Linked DNA regions of Sus scrofa: regions 2 and 3 are each linked to region 1. A link is a contact called in public HiChIP or PLAC-seq data. All regions are on one chromosome and are shown on one strand. Each heading gives the region's core, a stretch centred on a gene start, on an enhancer-like site or on the middle of the called end of the contact. The rest is flanking DNA. Distances are from core to core; before and after follow the strand shown.

Region 1 (5,015 bases), core at 1,109-3,608:
AATCCTGTCTGTATAAACCATAACTTAAAAGTTTATGTACAAAGGCATATCATTTATTTAAAAAAAATTTTTTTAATTCATATGGGAAAAAAATTAAGTTGTTTTTGGAGTTCCCTGGTGGCTCAGCAGGTTAAGGGTCTGGCCTTGTCACTGCTGTGGCTCAGGTCACTGCTGTGGTGAGGCTTCAGTCCCTGGCCCTAGAACTTCTGCATGCATGGGCACAGCCAAAATTTTGTTTTTGTTTTATTACTAACTGATTTCAATTTGCTGTTACCTGGTGAATCTGAGATTCTCCTTACTGCTATTCCAGTATCTTGTGACCAGCCCCCTCCCCACATATTTTAAATTAGATTTGAAAACTGGCATTGTCAAAGTAGGTCTTCCCTCGTTAAAGGGTGGTCCCCTCTGCCTGTACTACACCACTGAACTTGGTTTATATTGAAACAGCAAGAACTTCTTGTTCCCATGATCCTTTGGGAGACTTGAAAAGAGGGTAAATTGTGACGTCAACTAGGCCTGGGCTCCCCCAGCAGCTCTTACTAGACTGATGACCTTAGGCAAATTACTGAAACATTGGGAGATTTCATCTGCAAAAAAAATCTGGATAATTAAACATTATTCTATGGGTTAGCATGAAGGTTCATGCAAGGATAGAATATTAGAGTATCTCGAATAATGCCCGGTAGCACCTAGTAGGCCCTCAGTAAATGTCGGTGCTCTTATATTTAGACACTTGTGGAAAAAATTCACAATGCCCTATACTCTTCAGGAGTGTATAAATTCGGCTTTGTTGGGTGATCTTTTAAAGTCAGGTTTGTGGAGTTCCTGTTGTGGAGCAGTGGAAATGAATCCAACTAGTAACCATGAGGTTGCAGGTTCAATCCCTGGCCTCGCTTAGTGGGTTAAGGATCCAGGCGTTGTGAGCTGTGGTGTAGGTCAAAGATGCAGCTTGGACCCTGCATTGCTGTGGTGTTGGCTGGCAGCTGTAGCTCCAACTCAACCCCTAGCCTGGGAACCCCCATATGTGGAGGGTACAGCCCTAAAAAGCAAAAAATAAGGTCAGATTTGTTTTTCTTAAGGGTTTTGGCCTACTTAGGAGAAAAGCTTTCTGAAATCTATTAATATTTCATTGGAGCTGTGGAGCAACAGCTGTAAAACTTGCTTGGTGGGCCCTAATTGTGATGAATAATCCATGGAATCTATTGAAATGTAATTCTTTGAAACGTGTATTATAATTAAAACTCCAGCCAATCCAAAGGCACTTTGAAACATGTTTAAAAATTTCCCAAGCCAATTAGAAAACTGCTTGGTCCAACTGTCAAGTGTAGAGAAATATGCTAATGTATGCAAAGACTACTGTTCCAGGAAGGCCTTGGCTGAATGTGACCGACACTACACACGTTCTGAGCAAACACCTCGATGATACTATGTGATACTAAATCACTGACTGTATTATTAAGGCGTCTAAATACAAAGCACAAGTGGTTAATGACAGAGTGGCAGTAACTGGAACAAGATATGGTTTGTTTTTTTAAAAGATCTTTTATCTTGAATATGACAACATTGTATGCCAACCTTGACATATTTATTTTGTGCAATAAAATAGCACAGTTACAGTATTCTTATAAAAGCAACAAGGGGTGATACCATTATGCTTTTTAATGCTAAGGGGATATTATGTTAGAAACTAAACAATTTCACTTAGGAGTTCCTGTCTTGGCTCAGTGGTTAACGAATCTGACTAGCATCCATGAGAATATGAGAATACAGGTTCGATCCCTGGCCTTGCTCAGTGGGTTAAGGATCCGGCGTTGCCATGAGCTGTGGTGTAGGTCACAGACACCGATCGGTTCCTGCATTGCTATGGCTGTGGCAGAGGCTGGCAGCTATAATTCCGATTGACCCCTAGCCTGGGAACCTCCTTATGCCCCAGCTGCGGTTCTAAAAACAACAACAACAACAACAACAACAAAAAAAAACAGAGAGAGAGAGAACAGTTTCACTTAAATAATTTAAATCTAGGGATAATTTTATTTTAAACCCATCAACTATCTGGGGTAGTCTTTCTGTTTATCAGTAGAACTTCATTGCTATATGTAATACAAACTAAATTTTTTTTTTTTGGATTTTTTTTTTTGGTCTTTTTTTGTCTTTTTAGGGCCACACCCATGGCATATGGAGGTTCCCAGGCCAGGGGTACAATTGGAGCTACAGCTGCTAGCTTATGCCAGAGCCACAGCAACACCAGATCCTAGCTGAGTCTTCGACCTACACCACAGCTCATGGCAACGCCAGATCCTTAACCCACTCACTGAGCGAGGCCAGGGATTGAACCTGCAACCTCGTGGTTCCTAGTCGGATTCGTTTCTGCTGCGCCATGAGGGGAACTCCAGTAGTACAAAATAATTTAAAATTTTAGGATATTTCTAGGGATTACATAAGTATTTTTAAAAATCCGAATCACATTTTTGTACAATTGATCTTTTACCTTGATGGTTACTTAAATTAAAAGACAACAAAACCCCCACCATATTTTTGTGGGCATTTATGGAAAAAAGTAAATGTAATTAACCTAGACCACAAAGGCACCCACCCAAAATCCACATTGTCATAATTCACATTTATTTATATGCTGTGGGTGCTGGATGGTTAAATGGAGACATCTCAACAATTTGAGATTTGAGATTAAAAACGGGTGGTAATTATACTTGACTAAATAGTGTTAAAAGTTTGGGTAGCTTGCTCTTTTTTAAACTTGTTCTATTTCACTGGATTTTTGGGTAGCTCTCTTTTTAAGACTGGGGATCACATCATGAAGATTCCACAAATGTGGGATAAAAGTATCTACATAAAAAGAAAGCAGTTGGAATTGCACGTTTTGAGAGTGACTTAGCTCCTCACCTTCATCTTGGCCACTACAGTTGGTTTTTTGGTTTTTTTTTTCCTACCTTTCAATGTTGACATACAGGTTTACAGATAAGGTTTCACAGCATTCTGGAATGGAAAGAGGGTGTTGCAAAAGAAATCTTAGTAGAATTAAAAGTTAGAATGAAATCAGTTATTTGCCAAATAACTAAAAGTGATGTTTTCGGGTTTTTTATTTAAGCATATGCAAAAAAGTATTTACTGGGACTTGTTCTAATTAGAGTTATAAAGAAATACTGTGTTTTTTGTTTTTAAATTCCCCTCCTGCCTCTCCTCCCCCCAGCTAAAACTGGATTGTGTGTGTGTGTGTGTGTGTGCGCGCAGAGCGCCTGCGGAGAATAGCACGCATCTTGTAGATCTTAAAAAAAAAAAAAAAAAAGCCAAAAAACCCTGTTTCTTGAATAAACCACTACATTTCTTGAAGTTAAAAAGAATCCCAAAGGAAACAGGAATTAACAGCTCTGGAGCTTGGGTTTTCTTAAAAAAAAATTTTTTTTTTAATTAAAAAAATCCTAATCTCCACGTTTTTTGCTAGGCGAGAACCGAAGTTTGGAGGTAGACGAGCAGGCGAGCGGTTTGCCCGGGCGCAGAGCATGAAGGCCGGGCGGGCGCGGGGAGCGGGCGCCCGCCGCCCGGCGCGGGGGTGAGCGAGAGAGAGAGCGGAGCGCGTGTGGCCGGCGCCGCTCGGCCGGGAGCTCCCGCGCCCGCGCCCCGCGCCCCGCGCCCGCCGCCGCCGCCGCCGCCGCCGCCCCTGGTGCGATGGCGCAGAAACCCCGTTGACAAGGCACTGCTTTTTCATGACGGTGAGTTTCCCTTTGAGTGTATTATAATTTTGTGATAAAAATTTCAAGGAGAAAAAAAAAAAACACACACAACCTCCTTCCTCTGCCTCTTTCCTTCGGGGAGGGGAAAAGCGAGGGAGGGGGGGCTGGAGATCTATCTCCAGACAGACAGAAAAGAAAGAGGAGCAAATTAAACACCGAGTTGCCAAAACCAGGATATTAGGTTTCAGCCCAGAGAGCTATTGGCTAAGGCTGTGTTTTTTTTTTGGGGGGGGTGGGTTTGTGGGTGGGTGATGGTGGTGGTGGGTGGATGTTTAATGGACACGGAGAAAAGGGGAATCGAGTGTTTATGTCTTTCCCAGCGATGCCCGGGCCCCGGGAAGACCAAGTTCAGTGTCTCGGGCGGGGCGCGGGCGGGCAGGGGGCGGCGGGGCCGGGCTGGGGGCGCTTCGGCGGGGTGGGGGCCCGGCGCCTTTTTTTTTTTTTTTTTTTTCCTTTTCCGCGGATGCAAATTTCTGGAGCGGGGAGAGGGAGAGCCTGGGAAGGGGGGTGGCGTGGCGGTTGGTGGTGGGGAGGAGAGGGGAGGGAAGCCTTTTAATGACTCATTGATTGAGCCGGTTTAAAATTAGTTGTGTGCGCGAGTGTGAGTGTGTTTTCCGCCCCCCCGGAGCCGCCGGGAGCCGGGAAGGAGGGAGCGGGGCTCGGCGAGGGGAGGACGGCGCGGCGGGGCCGCGAGCAGGGGGCAGGGAGGGCCAGGAGTGACGGCGGGCGAGGAAGAAAAATAAGCTTTTCCAATCTCCTCCCCTCGGTTTTCCCCCCCTCGTTGCTTTTCTCTCTCGGAAGCTCTTGGGTGTGAATCGCATTTTCTTTCTTCTCGGCAAAATGGACCCCGCGTCCCGAGGGGGGAGGGGAGCGGGCGGGAGGGAGCCGGCGGCGGAGACGGGGTTTATTTTTCTTCCTGGCTTCCTCCTTCCCGCCGCTTGTGCGGGCGGCCGCGGCCGGGAGAGCTTGGGGCCGGCCGACCACCCCGGCCCGGTGCCCGGTTCCCTATCCGGCCCGGTTCCCGGAGCGCGCCTGCCGGCGGGACTGGCCTTTCCCCGTTGCCTCGCTGCCTGGGCCCGAAGCACCACCGACGACCCGCGGCCGGGCCCGAACAAGCCCTCGCGCCGCGCGGAGGACCCGGGGCCCGGCCAGGCGCCTGCTGCGGGGCCCGCGGGGCGGGTCCGAAGAGACGGGAGCTCGGTGGCACTCTTGGCCGAGATTGCGCGGGCCCGACGCGGTTCGCGTCCCCCGCATCGGCCGGGACGC
Region 2 (5,015 bases), core at 1,500-3,999, 230 kb after region 1:
GCATGGCTCCCCCCAACACCTATTTATTTCCTTGTTTGTACTGATGCTAGCCAGGCCCTCCCTTGTCCCTTTCAGGCACCCTGGAGGGACAAGACGCTGGGGAGGGCCGGGCTTGAGGTCCAGGGGCACAGGCAGCACAGCTTCTGGCTGTGTACATAGGGTGCTTTATTCTCCACAGAGTGATACATGCTAAGGTGGGTTGGGCCTGGGTGGATGTCCCCATATGTACAGAACTGAATAAAGTGGGTCTCTGAGAAGACGTCTGATTTGCCTTGATGTGGAGAGGGAGGTGGGGAGGATGGAGATGGACACTACAACCAGGATGCGTTCAGTCCTGTGCTGGTTCTGGCCTCGAATGCAGGGAGATAAGGCAGCCTCAGGGTGGTCACTTCCAGGCAGGGGTGGCCTGCCGGGCTTGGAGGGCCTTCTGTACCACATCTTCCCATTGGGCATCTGATATCTCCCGAGCCCAGGCAGGAACCCCTGGCGCAGGCAGGCTTACTCCAGCCATGGTCCTTTTCACCAGCTCTACGTGTTCTGAAATCACAGGCAGAGACCAGTTAGGGAATAGAAACAATGGACCCGTTCCCCTCTCCTTTGGCTAAAGGAACCCAGAGCTTTTGGGACACTGAAGTCATCTTGTGATTCCTAAGCAAGCCTGCACCACCCCCCCCTACCGCCCCACAACAAGTCTAAGAAAAGCATTTCACCTGGATTCTCAAGTTTGCAAACTTACCACAAACTGCTGCTTTAGGAACAGGGTGATCCTCTGTGACTCCCCTCTACTGGCTCTAACCAGTTCCCTTCCTCCGTAATTATTCCAGAATAAAAGAACGATCTCTTGGAGTTTCCGTTGTGGCCCAGCGGTTAACAAACCCAACTAGCATCCATGAGGACACAAGTTCGATCCCTGGCCTCACTCGTGGGTTAAGGATCCCGTGTTGCCGTGAGCTGTGGTGTAGGTCGTAGATGTGGCTTGGATCCCAAGTTGCTATGGCTCTGGCATAGGCCTGTGGCTACAGCTCCAATTGGGCCCCTAGCCTGGGATTCTCCATATGCTGTGGGTGTGGCCCTAAAAAGAAAAAAAAAAAAAAACTCTTTTACCTGGGTCCATGGGAATAGAGCTGTGGTTGCTCAATGCTGTAGCTCCCTCTTCATCTTCATCCTCACTTTCTAATGGGGGGTCTGGCAAATGAAGCCCCAAGGCCTGCAGAGCCAGAGAAGACAGTTCAGGGTCATCCCTTCAGGGATTCCAGCTTCACCTGTTCAGGAACAATGCCTCCTCCACCATACCTGGATTCGATCCTGGATATCAGCAACTACATCTTCTCCATCTCCCACTGGTGCCAGCTCCACCTCCTCTTGTTCAGGATCTTGGTTCAGGGGCTGGTAGGAGTAGCCAGCTGGGCCTGTTCCTGTTTCCTCTTGCTCTTCCTCTGGCTCCTCACTGCTCCAATCCCCAGTGCCTTCTGTAGGGCCCTGGTGTGGCCCGAGTTCTTCAGTCTGATTGGGGAAGATACGTTCAGGACCCATGATGTCTCCCCCTAGAACTACTGCTGCCATCGGGCAGGGGCTGCAAGAACATGGAGACAGGAGAACAGAGATCAGACAAAATTAGGCCCAGCTTTAGCCTGTCATCCAGTCCCGTGCGGTCTCCTCCTGCGCCCACAAAACATTGAAACGCCCAAGTTTCCTGCACCCCACAACACCTCTCCTGGACTCTCCACCTCTTGAGCTGGCTCTTATCTCCAACCAAGGCCCACTTGCCTTGCTCCGACAATTCTTAAATAACAGCCCAAGCGAAGGCCATGCCACCTTCCAAAAGACACCCCTTCGGGAACGCCCTCCCCCCCGCCCCATCCACTTAGGAACTCCGGGTCACCAAACAAGCTCCCCTAGACAAGGCATACCCGCCCCCTTCTCTCCTCTCTAAGGGATTTCCCTCTGTACCGCCTGATAAACGCCCTTCGGACCCCAGGAGATCCCTTCAAATGGCCCCAGATGTGGCGTCCCCGACCCGCCCCCACCAATTCTCGGCGCCGGTATTTGCGCGCGCCTCACCCGCTCAGAGCCCGCGGCCGAACCCCGCACCTTCACTTCCGGCGAGGCAGGACGTTCCGAGGCGGCCCCGTCCTCCAGCCCCGCCCCGCCGCGCTCATGATTGACACGAGTGAAGGCGAAGGGTCCGCCCCTTGCTCCGCCTCCACCATCTTCTCGCCAAACAAAGGACTACATTACCCGGTAGGCCCCGCGGTTGTTTGTGTTTGGTTTTGTTTTGTTTTGTTTTGTTTTTTTTAATTTTAGGGCCGCCTGTGTAGCATATGGAAGTCCCCAGGCTAGGGGTTGAATCGGAGCTACAGCTGCCCGGCCTACACCACAGCCACAGCAACACGGGATCCGAGCCGCGTCTGTTACCAACACTGCAGCTCGTGGCAAGGCCGGATCCTTAACCCACTGAGCGGGGCCAGGGATCGAACCCTCATCCTCTTGGATACTAGTCAGGTTCGTTACCACTGAGCCGCAACGCGAACTCGGCCCCGCGGTGTTTGATAGGTATAAGCACATGCGCAGACTCCTCCGACTCCTGCCCATCCTTCAGCCCCTCGCGTTCCTCCCGAAACCGATGGACTACAAATCCCGGTAGACTTCCGGCACTTAGAGCTGAATGCACGTGCGCTTACAGCTGCCCGCCGGAAGGACCGAGCCTGGCTGTGTTTATCTCGTTGGAGATCCAGTCGGCAGTTGGCGGGCAACGGGTTCAAAGCTGCAGGCAGCGCGAGGACCCGCGGCCCCGCCCCGGCCCGGCCTGGCAGGTAGCCCGTGGTGGGTTGAGGGACGAGGAAAATCATAGGGGATGGGGACGCCGATGCCTAGAGCTGAATTGTGGGGGAGGGGCCGGAGACCGATGAGGTGGGGGTGGGGAGGGGGATGACGGGAAAGGAGAGTGTTAAGGGGGAAAGAAGGGCTGGGGGAGGATGGTGGGGAAAGCGATGGGAGAGACCTGGTAACTGGAGAAGGCACTGAAGGGAACTGGAAGGAAGACTGGGTTAGGAGGAGAATGGGAAAGCTGAGGATAATGGAAGAAAAGGGCGGGGGTGTCTGGTGTTGTGGGGGCAGGGAGGTTGGAATGACTGGAAGAAGACCCGGATAGCGTCATATACAGGGAGGAATATCTCTGGCCGAAAGGGGTCAGGGGATGTTAGCTTGTTTCCCCCCTATCGAAAGAAGGAAAATGGAAGGCTGTCGGGGTGGAGCTTGGAGTTGTGGGAGAAGGAAAAAGCAGAAAACTGCAAAGCTCTCAAGAGATCTGAAAAGGCCAGAAACGGAGAGTGAAAATTGCAAGAGAATAGGAAGGGGGGCAGGTCTCTGAAAGGCATGGAAGAAGCTGGAGAATGCCGCAGTGATGGAGCACGGACGGGAGAGCCCCAGGGATCAGAGGCGCCCGGGAGATGCTGGGGCTTGTCTTTCATGAGCTTGAGTTGTCCTTTGGAGAAGACGCTGAGGGTTTTTTCCTCTACCTTTGGATGGAATTGCTTCCCTCTTGCCCAGTGAATTCTTTACTTTACCTTGATATAGCTGAAGAGGAGAGTAGAAGCTGTGAGGGAAGAGGAAGGACCCCCATTCTTAAGCTCTCCAACTTCCTTCCTATCTGTCCCCACAAGCCCAGATCCAAGAGCTTTTGGATTGAGGACGGGAGTAATGAAGTGAGAGTGGTTTCCTGCTGGGGCTATTTCAGGTTTGGCAGAGTGGGGGAGGGTTGGGGGAAGTTGGGTGGGGGCAGGGGTCTGGCAAGCCAGCTCAAAGCCCTGTGTCTTTCTTGCAAGGGACCTTCCTTTACTTGAGCTTTTTCTGTGCCTGAGGTTCGGGCTAGCTCTTCTCTCTGCCAGGGCTTCTTGAACAGGGAGCAGATGATCCACCCAAACCCAGCAGGTGCCTGCCAGCGAAGGCAGTGCCAGCTGCAAGAGGATTTGTCTAACAGAGCCTTCAAATGTACCCATTATCTCTAGGTTGGTGGGTTGTCTTGCAGAGACCATGACCGCTCATGCCTGGGTCTTTTTCTTATCCTGACCAAAGGCATTTTTGTGTTCCTGCTCCTCTCCAAGGCACATCGCCACCCCCATCCCCTTTCAGGGCCCCAAACGGGAAAAGAGCTGCTGGAAACAGCTTGTTCCTTACCACAATGGCAGGGTTGGGCAAGTGGCAAGAGGAGAAAACCCCGCCTCCCCACCCCCACCCCCTCAATCCCCGGCAGACACATACCTTTCTGGCTTAAGTTCTTGGCAGCATCCCAGGCACAGCTGTCAAAGGAACTCATCGTGCCTGTGAGGGGCCCTGGGTGACCCTGCTGACAACAGCTCAGTTGCACAAGAGCCCCCCAGGAGGGGCTAACTGTCCATGGAAGTCCCCGTCCCGGATTCATCCCACCCTGTCCTGGATAGAGGGACTGTTCCTCTCTGAAAGCCTAAAAGCTTTTCAGCTTGGAGACACTCATGCCAGCTTTCAATGGACCGTTTGGGGCTGCCTGGGCTATTCATAGCTCTGAGTATTTTGAGATCCCGCTCCCCACCTCAAAGAGCACACAGATTCTTAGAGAGGTGGCAATAAGCAGAGCAGAGCCAGAGAGAAAAGAGGAGCTTGGGCCTGGCCAGGGACAGGGTGGAGCCTCGGTAAGTAGGAGACAACCATGTTAAGCCCTTTTTCAGCAGCCGAGCTGGCAGTCAGGTCAGAGTGGCCCCACCCTTCACTGTTGGAGAACACAGGGCCGGGGGCCAGCTCCCTGACCTCAGCAGCTCCCTTAGTACATAGCCAGCCACCTGAGCTGCAGAGGGGTGGTGTGGAAGGGCCACCAGGGTGACACTTGGAGGCCAGGGCTAGTCCTGGGCAGAGTCACGGTGAGCCAGGCAAAGGCCTTGCCTGAGGAGCCCACGGTCCTAACTTGTGTGCAGGTAGCAGAGGCAGCAGGCCGTGCCGGGGGGGCATGTGGCTGTAACCAGTGGCCCAGGGGATGTTACGCT
Region 3 (5,015 bases), core at 701-3,200, 200 kb before region 1:
TAAAATTCCCAGACCCACAAAATGATCCAGGAACTTGACAGAAATGCAATTTTCAGTCTTCACCCAAAATATATTGAATCAGAAATTCTGAGAGTGGAGTACGGATTTTACCAAGACACGAGGTAATTCTGATGTACGCTCAAGGTGTTTTTTTTGTTTTTGTTTTGCTTTTTAGGGTCACATTGGTCAAATTGGAGCTACAGCTGCCTGCCTACACCACAGCCATAGCAACATGGGATCCCAGACACATCTGCAATGTACAACACAGTTCACAGCAATGCTGGATCCCTGACCCACTGAGTGAGGCCAGGGATCAAACCCACAGCCTCATGGATACTAGTCAGATTTGTTTCTGCTGCATCACAATGGCAACTCCGCATGCTCAAGTTTGAAAACCACTGCCTTAGATGTACATGCTGAAAAAAAAGAGGAGGGTTAACAGCAAACATCCAATTCAAGAATTTAGGACAAAAGAACATTAATATCAACCCAAAAATAATAAAAGGAAGAAAAGAATGGTGTGAAGGGCAGAAAATTTCTTTACAATGTATTTTAATGGCTTTAATTCTATGTTAGGACTCTTAGGCATTATCTTTGCTTCTGGGTTGTAACGATCCCAATTTTCCTCCAGGTTGACTCTGACTGGGGAGCGCCTCACTGCAAGGAAGTTGAGCAAAGAAGAAAAGAATGTTTCAAGATCTCTCATTTAATGTCTCTCATTCTCATACATACGCATACTTTTTTTCTGGATAGAATCATAATAGGATATTAAAAATGCTTTTCCTTGGGGAAAGGGACTTGGGGTAAAAGAGGCACAATTTTCATTTTTTTCTTTCAAAATATTTCCCTTCAGTTTGAATTTATAATCCTATACATATATTACTTTTACGTTTTTAAAAATGATAACAAGGGTTATTTGTACTGTGAGATAATGGGTAACTTTTATTAAAAAAATTTAGTTAATATTATACTATTGTTAACAGCAATAACAGCAAACCAAGTCCCATATCTGGATTGGATCAGAACATTTTTTGCCTAATTCACAATTTCTTTATGGGAATAAATTAGCAGTCTCATAAAATGTGCAAGCAATTTTCTGATAAACTCTAAAGGAATCGAAAATTTGTTCTAAGAAACCCACTCACCCATATGCCAGTCAAGAACCTAATTACTTCTACCCAAATGCAATTTTCTTATCTAACAATGATTATCTATTTCTACACAATATCCCTATCAAGAGTAAATCTTTGAATTAGCTTGGTAGACTCCTTCTCCTTTGCAGCAAGATTTGTAATAATTTTTTTTTCCTGAGGCATGCATAAGTTCCTGGGCAGGTATCCAACCCTCACCACAGCTGTGACTAGAGCAGGAACAGCGACAATGATGGGTCCTTTAACCGGTAGGCCACCAGGGAACTCCCAAGATTTGAAATAAATTTTAATGAACGGTCTTAACTAAATCACTTGGAAATACATCCTTTAACAGCGTTTTAAAACGGCATGTTTTCGAGACCTTCAAAAACGTGGAAAATGTACACCTCGGTCACCAATCTAACGGAAAGAGGGGTTGATGGCTGATGGCCATAGAACTATACGAATAGAACTAATTCATTCATTCGACAAGTATTTGAGTTCGCACGTATGCCAGGCTTTCGTATTCGAGTTCTACCACGTGCTAGGTACGGTTCTAGGCTTGCGGGACAGAAATACGAACAAACGGTGTTGGGGGAATAAAACTACGGTACCCCACAGTATCTCGCGCTTCTTCCTCTTCCCGGGTGGGCGCTTCTCGCCACTAATCTCTTCCCATGATTCCAGCCGTGCGGAAAAGCCCCGCCCGCTGGTGTGCCATTTGCCTAGTCTCTTAGGAAGAGATGGACTACAACTCCCATAGTGCCATAGTGGGGCTCCTTGTAAGGGCTCCACCTCTACCCCCCCCAACCCCGGCCCTATGGAGGACGACTACAGTTCCCAGGGTGCTTTGCTTCCTATTTTGGGTGTAATTGCTTCTTTCCTGGTGCCGGACGCGGTAGAAGCGATCAAGAGTGCCAGGCCCGGGGTTCTCTGTGTCCTTCCCCGGGGTAGGGACGAGGCAGTGTCTTGACTTTTGGGCGCAGGGCCCAAGAGGGAGCGCGGGAGGCACCGTCCCTCCTGTACGCCTCACCTCACGCTACTCTCCGTCTTCTCCGACTTCCGCCGCCTGGACGGCTCCCGACCGACCGCCCGGGGCAGAGGTGGAAGTCTCGGACGCGGGGGCTGTGGCGAGGCCGCGGCCCTCGGAGCGGAGATAGCAGCGTCAGCGCTGGGGAAGCGCAGGAAGGAAGATGGCGTCGGAGCTGGAGCCCGAGGTGCAGGCCATCGACCGGAGTTTGCTGGAATGTTCGGCTGAGGAGACCGCGGGGGTGAGTGCCGGGACCCGGGCGGAGACGTCCGGCTGTCGCAGGCCGCGCCCCGGGGGAGGAACCGACTCCTGGAAATCCGGGAGCTGCCGGGCCCGGACTTGGGGTGACGACCGCGCCGGCTTCTCGGTTCTCGCCCTGTGGGTAACGGCCCAGGGAGGCCCCAGATTCTGCTCCTGTCCTTCTGTCTTTATCCACAAATAGCCCGCAAGTCTGCTGGATGCACAGCCACCTTCACGTTCCTTTTCGCGCTTCCATTATTTCTCCCAGGAAGTCCCTAACCCAGGGCCTTTGCCTTTTATGCCAACTCTTGGAAGATAGGAGGGAGAGACGCTTCCTGGTGCTTGGGGTACTTTATCCCTTCTGCTTCCTTTTCCTGAGATAAGCTGAGCCTTGCCTCCTCCTCTGAAACCTGCTACCTCACTTTGTTTCTGGGACCGCTCTAGGCACCGAAGGATGCAAACGATATCGTTCTTCCTCTTTACCCTGTTTTGTGCGTTTTTGCACCTGTTTGGTCAGTCGACAGCGTTGATGAATGTGCAGAAAGTAGTGTCTTGACACGTTTACTGAGATTGAGAAAGTAGTGGTGGAGACTGGGAGATTAAAAATAATTTTTCCAGGAGTTGGGGGTAGTTGGGTGGATAAACGAACATTATATAACTTTGAGAGAACAACTCTTAGTAAATGGATGCTAATAATGTGAAGTTTGGTCATGGTATAGTGGGGGCAGTTATGCCCCAAACTTAAAGCATTCAGACCCAGTATTGTACTGAAACTGTAATATGAATATGCTTGTATAAGTAGCAGAGTTGTAAAATAATTAACAAAACTTTATGGCATCTTTCCTTAAGAACACGGAACACCTATTAGAACAGATCGTTCGGAATGATTAAGAATGGACCCAAACAGCTGAGGCCCCACCTCTAAGGCCTTGGATTTAAAAAGCTGCTAGGAAGGGAGTGACCTTTGAACACAAGTCAACAATCTGAATGTTAGGAACAAAATTTCAGTGGTGTTCTGTAGTGAGTTATTTCGGGGTGAATTGATGACAGTAAAGTTGTAGTGGAAATAAATCACAGGAATAGAGGTGAAACATTTGAAGAAATACATTGTTGAATGATGAGTCTTTGTTTTTTTGTTTGTTTTTTAGTCTAGATGTGTTTTCATTTACTTTCTGCTTAATATTGCAACAATCCAAGGATTTTCCCCACCTGCCTTTCATTTATAAAGAGACTTGAAAAAGAAAATGAAAGTAAATAGTAAAATGGTAATGACAGTTACTGCCTATCCATGTCATCCTGTCAGTACCCATATTGACATCTAATCTCCTCAAAAAAAATTTTTTTTTTACTCCTACGGAGTTTTGTTGACCGAGCGATACAGGTTATGCACTCTAGTTTCCAAATTCTGCAAGTGCAAACTATTAAGTAATTAGAGCCTCTCCAATTTGTTGTGGTTCCTGAGGAAGCTAGTTTAAAACCGCTGCTGGAGACCAACACTCCTAGTCCTTGTGCAGTGAAATTCTCACGCAGGTATAGTAGAGGAAATTAAGGGAAATGCAATCAGAATTTATTAATTTGGCCTTAGTTTGAGTTTGTGAAGATCACAAACTCTGTTCTAGTTTTCTCTTTTCCTTGTTAGAGTTGATTCCGCACATATGACTTGCCCAGCATTTCTTAAGTCTGCCTCCATTTCATGCTCCACAGATTTGATTATATGTTCCCATAGATGATTATGACTTAAGAAGTACATATATCATTTTTCCCCCAAGTATGAAAGTAATCATATTCATTATAGAAGTTTTATGTAGTTTTGTATCTACATTGGTTACCTTATGCTTTGAAATTTTCAGTAGTTTTATATATAATTCACATAATCTTACAATTCAATTCAGTAGTTTTTAGTATATTCAGAGTTGTGTAGCCATCACCACAATCAATTTTAGAACATTTTTATCATCCTAAAAAAGAAATCCAATACCTGTTATCAGTCACTTCCTATTTTCCTCTAACCTCCCAAACCCTAGGCCGGTACTAACCTATTTTTTGTCTGCATTGATTTGTCTATTCTTGAAATTTCAAGTAGACAGTAAATAGAATCCTATAATATGTTGTCTTTTGTGACTGGCTCCTTTCACTTAGGTAGGGTTTTTAAGGTTTGTCCATGTTTTAGCGTGTATCATCAATACTTCATTCCTTTTTACTGCCAGATAATAGTCCATTATGTGGATATACCATATTTTATTTATTCATTCATCACTTGATGGAGATTTGGGTTGGTTCCACTTTGGTGAGATTTTGAACTGTGCTACCGTGAACATTTGTGTACACTTTCTTGTGGGGATGTATGTTTTCATTTCCCTTGGGCGTATATCCAGGATTGGAATTGCTGGATCAGGAATTGCTAAACTGAAGCGGCTGTATCATTTTACCTTACCAGCAGAAGTGAAGGTTTCAGGGGGCTTTGCCACATCTTGCCAACATTTATTAAATGTTGATTCTAGCCATTTGATTCTAGCCATTCTGTTTGCTGTGAAGGGGTAGCTATCTCATTTTAGTTTTGAATTGTATTTCCCTGATGACTCATGATGTTTGACACCTTTTCATGAGCTTATTGG

What was found. HiChIP or PLAC-seq counts read pairs in DNA pulled down with a chosen protein or histone mark.
Region 2: a contact with region 1 is called in an H3K27ac HiChIP or PLAC-seq map of skeletal muscle. The contact joins the promoter of KLHDC3 here to the promoter of BICRAL in region 1. A contact is called at or near these places in 1 of 47 Hi-C or Micro-C datasets (liver) and 2 of 2 datasets of contacts at active chromatin or transcription factors (alveolar macrophages and skeletal muscle).
Region 3: a contact with region 1 is called in an H3K27ac HiChIP or PLAC-seq map of skeletal muscle. The contact joins the promoter of UBR2 here to the promoter of BICRAL in region 1. A contact is called at or near these places in 1 of 5 promoter capture datasets (fetal skeletal muscle), 1 of 47 Hi-C or Micro-C datasets (heart right ventricle) and 2 of 2 datasets of contacts at active chromatin or transcription factors (alveolar macrophages and skeletal muscle).

The regions. Positions count from the first base shown.
Region 1 is chr7:37,849,795-37,854,809 of Sscrofa11.1, forward strand. BICRAL (GLTSCR1-like protein) reads left to right here and starts at 2,359. Exons shown (of 13, transcript XM_021098729.1): 1 at 2,359-3,728.
Region 2 is chr7:38,078,164-38,083,178 of Sscrofa11.1, forward strand. It overlaps KLHDC3 (kelch domain containing 3), which reads left to right and starts at 2,750. Exons shown (of 10, transcript NM_001105314.1): 1 at 2,750-2,813; 2 at 4,947-5,015. The coding sequence starts at 5,006. MEA1 (male-enhanced antigen 1) reads right to left here and starts at 2,097. Exons shown (of 4, transcript NM_001110429.1): 1 at 2,062-2,097; 2 at 1,294-1,656; 3 at 1,105-1,207; 4 at 1-537. The coding sequence starts at 1,563. The coding sequence ends at 386. PPP2R5D (protein phosphatase 2 regulatory subunit B'delta) reads left to right here. Exons shown (of 16, transcript NM_001113451.1): 16 at 1-266.
Region 3 is chr7:37,653,858-37,658,872 of Sscrofa11.1, forward strand. UBR2 (E3 ubiquitin-protein ligase UBR2) reads left to right here and starts at 1,951. Exons shown (of 47, transcript XM_021098699.1): 1 at 1,951-2,401. The coding sequence starts at 2,324.